Regions from separate parts of the Mus musculus genome. Here all the other regions are linked to region 1. A link is a contact called in public promoter capture Hi-C data. All regions are on one chromosome and are shown on one strand. Each heading gives the region's core, a stretch centred on a gene start, on an enhancer-like site or on the middle of the called end of the contact. The rest is flanking DNA. Distances are from core to core; before and after follow the strand shown. Region 1 holds the start of Ino80e (INO80 complex subunit E). Region 2 holds the start of Septin1 (septin 1). Region 3 holds the start of Zfp771 (zinc finger protein 771).

What was found. Capture Hi-C pulls out chosen DNA fragments and counts their contacts.
Region 2: a promoter capture Hi-C map of adipose tissue shows a contact between it and region 1. The contact joins the promoter of Septin1 here to the promoter of Ino80e in region 1. A contact is called at or near these places in 4 of 39 promoter capture datasets (the C10 cell line, cranial neural crest, embryonic stem cells and 1 more), 1 of 15 datasets of contacts at CTCF or cohesin (large pre-B cells), 7 of 484 Hi-C or Micro-C datasets (B cells, Sertoli cells, bone marrow-derived macrophages and 3 more), 16 of 115 datasets of contacts at active chromatin or transcription factors (the 230-238 cell line, the SCID.adh cell line, T-cell acute lymphoblastic leukemia and 11 more) and 4 of 9 other capture datasets (adipose tissue, liver, macrophages and 1 more).
Region 3: a contact with region 1 is called in a promoter capture Hi-C map of liver, with 3 times the contacts expected there. The contact joins the promoter of Zfp771 here to the promoter of Ino80e in region 1. A contact is called at or near these places in 2 of 39 promoter capture datasets (erythroid cells and neural stem cells), 2 of 484 Hi-C or Micro-C datasets (B cells and embryonic stem cells), 3 of 115 datasets of contacts at active chromatin or transcription factors (bone marrow-derived macrophages, embryonic stem cells and large pre-B cells) and 3 of 9 other capture datasets (adipose tissue, liver and macrophages).

Annotation. Positions count from the first base shown.
Region 1 is chr7:126,859,709-126,863,949 of GRCm38.p6, forward strand. Ino80e (INO80 complex subunit E) reads right to left here and starts at 2,664. Exons shown (of 8, transcript NM_001370765.1): 1 at 2,566-2,664; 2 at 1,997-2,309; 3 at 1,768-1,838; 4 at 1,532-1,584. The coding sequence starts at 2,621. It overlaps Hirip3 (HIRA interacting protein 3), which reads left to right and starts at 2,264. Exons shown (of 7, transcript NM_172746.3): 1 at 2,264-2,808; 2 at 2,892-3,012; 3 at 3,110-3,218; 4 at 3,461-4,241. The coding sequence starts at 2,744.
Region 2 is chr7:127,216,912-127,221,114 of GRCm38.p6, forward strand. It overlaps Septin1 (septin 1), which reads right to left and starts at 1,534. Exons shown (of 11, transcript NM_017461.2): 1 at 1,496-1,534; 2 at 1,230-1,320; 3 at 1,060-1,146; 4 at 708-831; 5 at 1-124. The coding sequence starts at 1,498.
Region 3 is chr7:127,242,192-127,246,312 of GRCm38.p6, forward strand. Zfp771 (zinc finger protein 771) reads left to right here and starts at 2,335. Exons shown (of 3, transcript NM_177362.4): 1 at 2,335-2,417; 2 at 2,794-2,943. The coding sequence starts at 2,803.

The sequences.
Region 1 (4,241 bases), core at 1,414-3,913:
TGTGTGCATATGGGCACACTCACGTGGAGGTCAGAGTACAGCTGAAGAGAACCTTGTCTCCTACAGTGTAAGACCTGGGGATTGAATTCAGGCAGTCAGGTTCAGCAACAAGTGTCTGTGCTCCTCAACAAGCTATCTCAAAAGAAACTAGGTGTGGGCTCAGGAGCTAAGAGCACAGCACTGGCTTCTCTTGCAGAGGACCTGGGTTCAGTTCCCGGCACTCGCTTCACTGCCTACAACTGTCTGTAACTCCGTCAGCGCCCTCCCCGACCTCAGAAGGGACTGTGTGTGCAGGGCAGGCAGGCAAAACACCCATGCACATAAAATAAGTATGTTAAAAAATAAACCACGCAGGTGGGTGGGCATGTGGCACAAGCATGAAACTCTAGCACCGGGGAGGCCTGGTTAGGAGACTATGAGTTCAAGACCAACTAGAGCTACAAATGAAGACTACACCTCAAACAACAACAGCAAAACGCTATAAAGATTATGAAACTACATAAAATACAAAATGTCATGCTCACAAATAAAAATTCTAATAAAACACGAGTTGTTTTGTTTCCTAATATGCTGGCTGTGGCTGCTTTCACATGAGCCATGCAGTTTTTGCTTCAATGACAGTATTTTATAAAGTAAAATATTTTCCTGACTCTTTGCAAAGGAAACCCAGCCTGTTATTCTGCAGTTACTGCCGTCTTTAATCCTCGTCAAGCTCTAGCCAATCACTTAAAATTCTAGTTTGTGGTTTGGAGAGATGGTACAGTGGTTAAGAGCCCGACTGCTTGCTCTTCCAGAGGTCCTGAGTTCAATTCCCAGCAACCACGTGGTGGCTCAAGGCCATCTGTAATGGGACTGGATGCCCTCTTCTGGTGTGTCTGAAGACAGCTACAGTGTACTCATATACATAACATAAATAATTCTAAAAAATCCTAGAAAACCACTTTTCTTCTCAATACCATTAGTGTGTTTGTGCAGATACCTACATGCTATAGCGAGTGTTTTGAGATTAGTGGACAGCTTTCAGGAGTTGTTAGTCTCCTTTGTTCTTAAAGATTGGGCCTCAGTAACAAACTCTATGCCTCTGCCTCTGGCATGCACTACAGGAATGGCTACTACTTTTATCTTTCTAGTTTACTTTTTCACTTATTATAGACAACTGATAGAAATGACAAGCAGCCAGAGGCTTCCTTCATTTTGCCAGCCTGTGTCAAGCACAGTACCTAGAACACAGTGGATAAGGAAATACTTGAAAATCCAGAGGCGTGGTGTGTTCTTTGGAGGCAGAGGCAGGCGGATTTCTGAGGCTAGCCTCAGGCTAGCCTGGTCTACAAAAGGACTACACAGAGAAACCTTGTCCAATGGGGTGAAAAAAGACAAAACAGGAAGAAGGTGACAGAAGGCAGCAACTAGGCTTAAGAACCATTGGAGGGGCCTGCATCAGCTTCCGGACCCTAGGAGGGTGGACCTAGGAACACGTGTTTCAAGGGCCAGTATCTCATATCTTCCTAAAAGTGGTCATGACTTTGCTCACCAGAGGAGTCTTCATCCACGTTCTCATACTGCAGAAGTCGATCTAGAAGGAAACTGAGACAAGTGGGAAGGAGGGTGGGTATCCCCATTTTGGTGGTCTTGAGCCCTACCTAGTCCCTCCTAGGAGACCCACTGGATCCTCCTAAGACTGCATGCATTTGGGATCCTGTTCCGGGACGGCGTAAGAACGGATTCCCTGGGAGTTAACAGTGCCCTCGTGCCCACAAGATGCCTTACCTCTTGTCTCGGGAAACCTTCAGCAATTTCCTTTGCGCCTTTCTGAGCTCCTCCTGGAAGCACTCGTGCTCCTGCGGCGGACAGGGCGGGTGCTGAGCCAAGAGCAATCCATAAAAGACCCAGAACCCGGAGACATCTCTCCCTACTCACCCCCTTTACCACATGGGTAAACTGAGGTCCTCTCCGAGTTAGGCCTCACACTCCACAACCGCCCCACGCTGGCACTCACGTAAATGAGGAACTTGAGCTTCCGCTTCAGATTCCTGTATTTCTTTTTGTAGTCCACTTCGCCGTCCGCTGGTCCGTTCATGACCCGCCAGGGAGAAACGCCCCGGAGTAGAGTCCCGCTACCCAAGTCCGCCCGGCCTCTCACACCTCCACTTCCGGAGACTTTGCAACGCCGTATGAAACGGACTACAACTCCCAGCGTCCTCCGCGCGCGGGGAGCGTAATCACACCGCCCGCCCTCCTGGGGGAAGACCCGAAAGGAACGCTGCTTCCAGTGGCTTCGCGGTGAGCTGAGGTCACAGAGGAGCTGGACACTGGGGGGGCACAATTATTGATTGTAAACTGTTTATAAAGATTTGGAACCAAAAGAATATAACCAGAAATTCAGTATGTTAGCGAGAATACCGTCTCCCTTCTGCCTTTCGAAACAAGCGACCTAATTTGTTAATCCCGACCACAGGGATTGATTGAACTGATTACGTTATAAAGACTGCCGGCGCCGAACCGGCTTCTAGCGAAAATTTTAACACGTAGTTTTAGCAAAGAGTCGAAACCTCGCTCAAGACCCACCAGCTGCTCAGGAAAAAGCAAGGTCGGCCAAAGTTTTCCGTCTCAGTGCTCCACATCGGAGGCTCAACGGTCCCATTCCTCACGAAGCCGCCGCACTGCGCGTGCGCAAACTACTGTCGCTCGGGAAACCAGCCTTGAAGAAAAAAAGGCGGGAGCAACCAATCCCTGGTGACGCAAAATGGCGCCGGGAGATGAGATGCGAAAATTCACTCGCAGCTTCTTTCGAGCTTGCCCGGACCTCAGGTGCATAGAGTCTGGGTATTAGAGTCTGGGTTGTGAAGGGGAGGGGTTAGGCTGGAACTCTGTCATGACACGTGTCTCTGTAGCTCGGTTACGCACGCCATCGTGCGACAGAAATTTTTGATTCACGTGGGTCGGGATCATCTTGAACCTGAAGAGAAGCAGGCGTTGAAGCGGCTGGTGGAGGAGGAGCTGCCGAAAATGCAGGTGTGGGTCTAACCCTGGGCCAGCAGAGACAGGGTTTGTTGCTGAGGGGTTGGGGCAGGGCATCTTGGTTCGGTTTGCCCTCATGCTGCACCCACAGGCGGATGCTGGTACCAGGGAAGGAAAGCCAGACTTTATCAAAGTGAAGAGGTCTCCTGCTCCCTGCAGTGACCCAAAGAAGAAAAGGTTCCGCTTTAATTCAGAGTCAGGTTAGTGCCTTCTTCCCTGTTTATCTGTCTGTGACTCCAGCATCATTGGTTTCTTCAAAAGGCGAGGCGCATGTATTAATTGCAAGGCTGGGGCTTGGGGGACAGTGAGTCAGGAACCAGCTGGGGCCACAGCTGTGGTGCTTCTTGCTGCCCTTCACTCTTAACCAGAGTAGATCTAGAAGCATCCTATTCTAGATGGAAGGAGAGGGAGGAATCCATCCAGTCCCATCCCCATGTTTCAGAATCCAGCTCTTCACCATCCAGTCCAGATGGCTCAGGACCCTCAACAAAGAACAGGACAACCAAGAAGACATGTCTAAGAAGAGCCTTAAAGAAAGCAGTTGAGAGCACAGATGAAGACCACCAAACAGACCTGGATGCAAAGATGGGATTGGAGGAGAGCAGTGAGGGGGAAGCAGAGGGCTCTGTTAGATCAGGTAAGGTCACCGAGGAAGAGGAGGACATGAAACAAGAACAGAAGGGCCAGGTTAGAAAGCAAGCTGGGGCCAAAGACAAGCAAGTACCACTCAAGGCAGACAGGAAGCAGGTTAGGGAAGAGAGTGGGAGCAGTGAGGAGGAGGCTGTGCTGCAGAGAGCAAAGGTGGAGGGAAGCACAGGTGCTAACTGCCAGGAGGAGAGTGAAGAGAGCGGAGAGGAGAGCCCAGCTAAGAAGAAAGAGCTTAGTGAGCCCAGATCCAGAAGTAACAGAGCAGAGAGAACAGCCAGGGAGAGAAAGAGCTATAAGCAGAAAAGCAGGCCTGGGAGGCCAACTGGAGGCTTGCGAGACAGCGAGGCAGAGAAGGAAGGGGGCACAGTGGGCAGTGGGGACAGCAGTGAGGAGGGGGAGGCAGAGAAGGAAGGAGGCACAGTGGGCAGTGGGGACAGCAGTGAGAAGGGGGAGGCAGAGAAGGAAGAGGGCACAGTGGGTAGTGGGGACAGCAGTGAGGAGGGAGAAGAGCACTCGGTGAAGAGAAAGAGCAAGGTCAGGACCCAGACCGAGAGTGGGAGGAGGCAGAACACAAG
Region 2 (4,203 bases), core at 284-2,783, 360 kb after region 1:
GGGTGAGATGAAGTAGAGGCAGCAATGGACTCTGGAATCCTGGATGTTCTTCCTGTTCAAGCCACTCTCATCCCTGAGGTATTGCTCAAACTGCTCCTCAATGAAGCGAACCACAGGCAGCCAGCTGGTGTGTGGGAAGGAGATAGATAGTCCGAGATCACAGGCCAGGGGACAAGATGAAGCTAACCAGGACTGTGCAGTCCCAAGTCATTTCTTTGCTCCTAACCAAAGCCATCAGGGACAGCTGGCCACAGTACATGAGACATCAGAATGTGGTGGCTGCACACCTGTAATCTCAGCACTCAGGAAGCTGAGGCAGGAGGATTGTCACATTTGAGGCCACCATGGCCTACATAGTGAGTTCCAGGCCAGCTAGGGCTAATGTGACACCATGGCTAAAAACAAAAACAAGCCACAACAACAACAAAAGCATCGAACAAACCAGGCATGCATATATATACCTGTAATCTCAGGAGGAGGACTTTGAGTTTCAGGCCAGTCTGGGCTACACAGTGAATTTGAGGTCCCTGAGCTACATAGAAAAACCTTATCTCAAAACAAGAAACACTGGATACTTTGGGCTAGATTGTTACCAGAAACAGGTGCCCCCTTTTGGGTCAAGGGGCTGTGACAAGCCAGCCCTACAACTGACCTCTGGTTTTCCATAATGGAAGAAAGGCTTAGCTCCTGCCCCTCCCCCTTCTCACCAGTCTGAGCAGTCCACAGAGTCCCCAAAGCCAGGCGTGTCCACCAAGGTCAACTTCACCTTGATACCTCCCTCCTCAATCTCCACACCCCGGCGCTCAATGGTCAGAGTTTGTGCCGTGCGAGCTATGGGGACAGAGAATTGGCTGCGTAGGGCTCTGAAGCAGGGCTCCATTCCCACATGTGTTTTCAGGGGAGGAAACCATCTCAGAGAAAACCAGAGGCCACCAAAGTCCCCAGATAGAAAGAAAAAGAATGCAGCCTGATAACACAGGAAGAGGCCAGGGACAGCACAGAGGGAAGCCAGGACAGCAGTGGGGATGGGAAGCCTGTGGAGACTCGGGGTAGATTTACCACTGGCATCTGGCACCTGCCGATCCTCGTAGAGGTTGGTGAGGAACAAGCTGTTGATGAGGGTGGATTTCCCCAGGCCTGACTCCCCTGTGTACGGGACAGGCCCACTGGTCAGACAGGAGGATGGCCATGATCTCATAAGTACATCACCCCCTCCAGAACCCACAGACCTGCCACCATGAGTGTGAAGTCAAACCCCTTCTTGACAGACTTGCGATGCAGCTGGTTGGGCAGGGCAGCAAAGCCCACATATTCCTTGTCCTGTGGGGGTAAAGGGAGACAATATGAGGTTCTTGGACATGGCAGGGAGTGCCCCAGTACCACCTGAGCCCAAAAGCTAGTAAGGCCACTTACTGTGGGTTAACTTTGAACTGGGGACCCTCGAGGGAGAGAGCTGGCCCTGAATGACTAGATTCCTGGGCCCCCGAGAACTCACCATGGCTCTGCTGGTTGTCGCTTGCACCTGGTGTTGCTCCCCACTTCCTCTGGTGGGGCAGGAAGTTGAACGGTGTCAAACAAAGGGGGGGGGGTGGAGTGAGGGGGCAGTGCAGGAAGCTGAGCTGCTTAGAGAGAGGTGAGAACCCATGCCCATCCCTTTTCTTTTAGTCCAAAGATTTTATTCTTTGCGCACACAAGTAGAGGCCAGAACAGGGCATTGGATCCCCTGGACCTGGAGTCACAGGGAGCTGAGCATTGCCTGGCATAGACAGAGGGAGCTGAGTTTGGGTCCTCTGTAAGAGTGGCACCCTCTGAATTGATAAGCCCCGATGCATCTCTTCCCGCCACCTTATATACAGCTTCAGCCCCTTCATTCTCCACATGGCTTTATGATGAGACTTACCATGGCCCTCATCATCATGGTGAGAGGTGGGTATGGACAGAAAGAAAGGAAGCAAGATGTTCTCCTTAGCAAGTCTGATAAGAGTTGAGCAAGATGATTTGCAAAAAGTAAAAAAAAAGTTCCCAGGGTGTGAGCGAACATAAAAACCACGATAGAATTGGAGGTAGGTGACTAACAGTTCCAGGCTCAGGCTATGGGTTCTTTTTGAGGGTCTTAGTGCTTGGATTGAACTCAAGTCATGGGTACTGCTGTGCTCAACTCCACTATACTCCCAGCTCCCAATGGATTTTGGACATTTTGACACAGGACTGTCAAAGGTCTTGCTGTCTATCCAGTCAGGCCTTGAATCAGCCTCCTGAAAGCTAGGACTCCAGGCCCACGTGTACCTCCATTACAGCTGTCTTGCTTTTGAGACTGGATCTCCTGGAAGCCTAGGCTGGCTTCAAACTCACTTTGTTGTCAGAATGACCTTCAGCTCTTGATCTACTATGCCTTGTCCCTGGCTGTCCAGGGCTGGGATTACAGGTGTGTGCAGACCTGGTATTTGGTCACAACTATCAGAAAGGCTTTCAAGATCCAGACCCAGGAAGTCACAGCTCAAACTCTTGAGAGCTGCTCCCCCAACGCCCCTAGCCCCTCTACATCAGAATGCAGTCTGCACTCTAGTCTTCTAGTCTTGGGAAGCAAGGTTTGTTTGTCCCTCTTTGCCTGATGGCCTCTCTCTCTCTCTCTCTCTCTCTCACACACACACACACACACACACACACACACACACACACACACACACACACACACACGAGTGATCTGTCTTCACAAACACCCAGAAGGGAGAATCAGATCCCATTACAGATGGTTGCTAGGAATTGAACTCAGGACCTCTGGGAGAGCAGTCAGTGCTGTTAACCAATAGGCCATCTCTCAAGGCTTTTATTTATTTATTTTTACGATTTATTTATTTATTATATGTAAGTACACTATAGTTGTTCTCAGACACTCCAGAAGAGGGCGTCAGATCTTGTTACGGATTATTGTGAGCCACCATGTGGTTGCTGGGATTTGAACTCAGGAGACCTTCGGAAGAGCAGTCAGTGCTCTTAACCTCTGAGCCATCTCACCAGCCCCTCAAACCCCTTTTTAAAAAACCATTTTATTTTATTGTTTTATTTGTATGGGTGTTTGCTTGCTTGCACATATGTCTGTGCACCACAAGCATGAAATGACCACATAGATGCCCATAAAAGCCAGAAGGGATTTCAGATGCCCTGGAACTGAAGTTACAAACAGTTATGAGCTACCATGCGGATGGTAGGAATTGAACCCAGGTCCTTCGGAAGAGTATCCAGTGCTCTTAACCACTGTGTCATCTCTCCAGTCCCCGAGCTTCCATCTTCACCCTGGCAGGGCTGGGGCTGGAATGGTGATGCAGGTCAAGTGTATCAGCTACTTTCTGTTGCTGTGATAAAACACTATTGACCAAGAGTACCTTACAGAAGAAAGGATTTTTATTTTGGCTTATGGTTCCAGAGGGGTAAGAGACCATCATTAAGGGTATGTGGTAGACAGCCAGAGCAAGAAGAAAGCAATCACACTTTCAACCACTGAGAAAGAAAGGGAGCAGTCTGGAAGTTGGGATGGGCTACAGACATTCGAAGCCCACCTCTGTGATGTACTTCCTCCCATAGCAGAGATAGAGAGAGAGATAGCAAGGCTGTCCCACCTCCCCAGACAGTGCAGCTCGAGCAAAGCTTATGGATGACATCACTCAGGCAGTCGCACTGCCACCGAGCTATACAATCAGCTCTAACATTTCCTTTCTCTGCACCAGGTGACCAGTTTTCTAGTGACACCTTCTTCCGTTGCCTCTGACAGAGCTTTTCTGTTTTAAACTGCCTAGCATCTTTCTCAGGCCCCTCAGTGCTCCCATTTGCCTACCTGTCTGTGTCTGATGCCCTGGGGACAGGGACTATGTCTTCCTAATTTGTATATTCTCGGTGCTTCATAACACTTGATTTCTTAGGGGTGTGTGTGTGTGTGTGTGTGTGTGTGTGTGTGTGTGTGTGTGCAATCGATGAGTAAATGAGCTGGGTGGAGGTGCACGCCTTTGATCCCAGCATTTTGGAGGCAGAGGCAGGTGGATCTCTAAGTTTGAGGCTAGCCTGGTCTACAGAGTGAGTTCTAGGGCAGTCAGGGCTACACAGAGAAACCCTGACTTGAAAAAAACAAAACAAAACAAACAAACAGGGATGAATAAATGAAGTTAGGCAGAATAAATGCTAGAAGTCTGCTGAACTTAGAGACCGTTG
Region 3 (4,121 bases), core at 1,085-3,584, 380 kb after region 1:
GGTGCACAGGGATGGCAGACTGCGGTAGAACTATAGTTTCTTATACAACCAGAACCCAACTGCCATTTGGAGAATATTTAACTAGAATTGGAAAGAGGGCTCAGTGGCTAAGAGCATTTACTTCTCTTGCAGAAGATTTGGTTTGGTTCCCAGCACCCACATGGTGGCTCGCAACCATCTGTGACTCCAGCTCCCGGAGATCTGACTCCCTCTCCTGACCTCTTGGGGCTCCTGCAGGCATGCAGCACACATACAGGTACTCAAGTGTGCACAAACACACATTCAAAGAAAAAAAGAAAAACTTTCAGAAGCTAGAGAGCTGGCTGCTCTTTCAGAGGCACAGGGCTTGGTTCCCAGCACCCTCGTGCATCCCTCACAACTCTTGAGTCCACCTCAGGAGATCCCACACCTTCTTGTGGCCTATTTGGGCATCTGCAAGCATGTGTACACACACAGTCGTGTATCTTTAAACAGTAACCTTAAAAAAAGGCATTTAACTGCGAAGGAGCATCCTGACCATCAGGACAGCTCCGGAGCCGCTTCTGCCGCCTCCTGTTCAGCTTCCCGACGCAGTCTCTTTCCTTGTGAAATGGAGGCTTCTATCTTGCTGCCCAGGTGGCTTTGAACTCAGGATCCTCCAGAGTTGCTTGTATTCCAGAGGTGAGCCATCACATGGAACTTCAAGTTTCTGTTTCCAGTCCTATCTGGAACTGATACTCATGGGAGTCACTAGATATTGGTGGTATCAGAAGCCTTTGGGACACAACTGTCCTCTCTGATTTTGTCTCCCACCCTTCTCTTTTTCTTTTTTAATTTATTTTTTTTAAAGATTGTATTTGGCCGGGCGTGGTGGCGCACGCCTTTAATCCCAGCACTCGGGAGGCAGAGGCAGGCGGATTTCTGAGTTCGAGGCCAGCCTGGTCTACAAAGTGAGCTCCAGGACAGCCAGGGCTATACAGAGAAACCCTGTCTCGAAAAACCAAAAAAAAAAAAAAAAAAAAAAAAATAAAGATTGTATTTGCTGGGCATGGTGGCGCACACCTTTAATCCCAGCACTTGGGAGGCAGAGGCAAGTGAATTTCTGAGTTCAAGCCAGCCTGGACTACAGAGTGAGATCCAGGACAGCCAGGGCTATCCAGAGAAACCCTGTCTCGAACCCCCCCCCCAAAAAAAAAAAAACCAAAACAAAAAACCAAAACAACAACCACAAAGATTGTATTTATTTTATGTGTATGAGTACTCTGTAGCTCTCTCAGACACACCAGAAGAGGGCATCTGATCCCATTACAGATGGTTGTGAGTCACCATGTGGTTGCTGGGAATTGAACCTGTGGAAGAGCAGTCAGTGCTCTTAACCATTGAGTCATCTCTCTGGCTCCTTTATTATTTTTATTAGAAAAAAAAAGTTTCACTATGCAGGTCTGCCTGGCCTTCAACTTACAGAAGTCCACCTGCTTCTGCCTCCCCAGGGCTAAGTGGCACCATGCCCAGTTAAAAATATCTAGAGAGATAGGCAAGATGGTACTGTATGTAGTATTGTAGAGTGGATTTGACCTTGGGCTATTTCTTCCCACACTACCAGTAGTGAGAAATGCTTCTTTACTGTATAATTTAGGTAAATCAGTCCTCTCTGAACTATCTTTAAGTGCACGTGTAAAGTGAGATCGCAATCCTCTGTGCTGAGCAAATGTGACCCAGTGTGTAAAACAGCAAACTTTCAAGAACAGGTACCCAAGCCAGGCACGACAACTCCTGCCTTATACTCTCCAGATTCGGGGTGAGGGTCGGGGGCTTGCCACTGGTTCTAAACTAACCAGGTTTACATAGTGAGCCTCTGACAAGTCAGAAACAACACTCGGTAGATGAAAGCGACAGATTGGGCGGTGGTGGATCTGGGCCGCATGCGGGCAAACAGTAAGCTGTCTGGCAGATCAGGGGATGGGAAGGCGACGCGAGAAAGAACGAAGAAGGAAAAAGGAGGGGAAAGAAGAGAGGAGGCAACAGGGCCCGCTCTCCAGGCGGGGCGCCAGCGAGAGGCCCAGACCCCCGGGAGCGCACGTGGCCTACGCGGGCACAGCAATCTCGGTGGGGCGTCAAGATCCAGCAGCGGCGGAGCCCGGCTGAGGGTGGTTGGAACTCGGCTGCAGGGCCTTGAAGGCCGGGCTAGGCATGGTCTGTTGGTTAGGAGTTTCCGGGCCGCGGACACCTCTGAGTCCCGGCTACCCCTCCCGGGGCGGTTAGGGACAGAAGCTCAGGCCTCCAGCCTCTCCCCTAGGGGCGGGGCCAGACGGGCGAACCAATGAATGTCCGCCCCTGGGGCCCCGCCCCGCCCCCGCCTCCGGAGCCGCGGCCTTCGCAGAGCACCCAACCGCCCCTCGCCCAGGCCCGGGGCCGCACGAGCACCGAACCTCGGGCTGGTGAGTGCGCACTCCACCCCGGGGCCTCAGCTCCAGCGGGCCTCCGGCTCATCCCTTAGCGCTCAGGTCGCCGACCCAGGCTCTGGGGAGTGACTCAGCGCGAGGAGGGTGGCAACTCGCGGGAGCTGGAGATTCGAACTGTTCAGGGCCCTGAATGTCGGGATGAGTGGGGTGAACGGGTGTCTTCTGAGCTGGGCCCTGGGCAGTGTCGGAGCGTGGGGTTGGGTTAGGGTGGATGGGAAAGGACTGGACTCGGAGCCTGGGCAGGGCGGGGGAAGCCACGGCTGCACCGCCTTGTCTGGGCCGGGGCCACAGTGGGGGTGGGGGTGGGGGTGGGGGGCGGGTCCTGAGCCTCTGATCCAGCGCCCCGCCTCAGGACACCAAGATGCCTGGCGAACAGCAGGCAGAGGAGGAGGAGGAGGAAGAGATGCAGGAGGAGATGGTGCTGCTGGTGAAGGGTGAGGAGGAGGAGGGTGAGGAGAAGTATGAGGTGGTGAAACTCAAGATCCCTGTGGACAACAAGGAGGTACGTGTTCCGTCCCGATCCCACCCCCACCCTCGAACCTGTGCCAGGTTCAACGTCCCTCAGACAGAAGTCAAAAATCCTGCCCCCGCCTTTTCCTGGATCTCAGATCTAGAAACTCAGAATTGGCCCATCCTTGTGCTCACTGCCCCCCACGCCCCATTGGATAGACGTTTGGCCCACTGTGAGAGCCAGATGCCATGCTGGGTGCTGCTTGAGGCACCGTGCTGAGTGGCTTCAGTCTCCACGCAGCCTGATGTCTGTAAACTCACAATCCTGTATCCTGAGTCCAGATATAGGAGTTAGCAAAGGCCAGAGGTGAGGGAAGATGAGGCCAGGCCGCAGTAACAACAGCTACCTCTCGCATAGTTTATGGTGTGCCAGATGCTATTCTAAGCACCTCCAGTCTGGTTTGTTGCTAGTACTGACTCCATTTTCTAGGTGAGGAACTGAGTCTAAGACAGTTGGCAACCGACCTAAGTGACTACCCCAGACTGGAAGAGTGGCTCTGTCTGTAGGGAGCTATGGGACAGTAGTTCCCTCATACTCCAGCACAGCTCCAGGCAGGTTGGTTGGCAGAGCATGCTGGGGATCTGGGTTTTCTCCTGGAGGTTTTTAGGACATCAGAATGAGTTAGAGTCTGCCATTTGAGACCCTAACTATTCACCAATTATTTTACTTCCCAGAGCTGCCAGGGACCCTGGGCTGTCCCTTTCTCAGTAGACTTGAGTTCAGCTGGAGGGCTCTGGCTGCCTTGGGGATAAATGCTCGTTCCCCTAGCGGACCTGATGAGTTGCTGGGAAAGGACACCTGCTCTCTAGGCCTCTTCCACTGCTAACTGTGAAGTCCGGTTCTTTCCAGCCTTCTTGGCTATCATCTTCACTCAGCCTGACTTTGAGACCTCGCATACACTTTGGTTTGAACACTAAGGACCTAAGGCTCCAGAGATTAAGATGGACTTCCATTCTCATCACCTCCCTACCAGCTGACAAGTTTCTCGGCCTTGTTAGTTTTTCTTGCAGTACTAAGAATTGAGCCAAGGCTTTACCCGTCTCTGTACTGTAGCCAAGCCCTTTTCTATTGAGGTAGAGTCTCAACCAAGTTGCCCAGGTGGGCCTAGAATTTATTCTGTAGTCCAGGCAGGCAGTCCTTTGACCTTGGCATTCCTATTAATTGAGTGG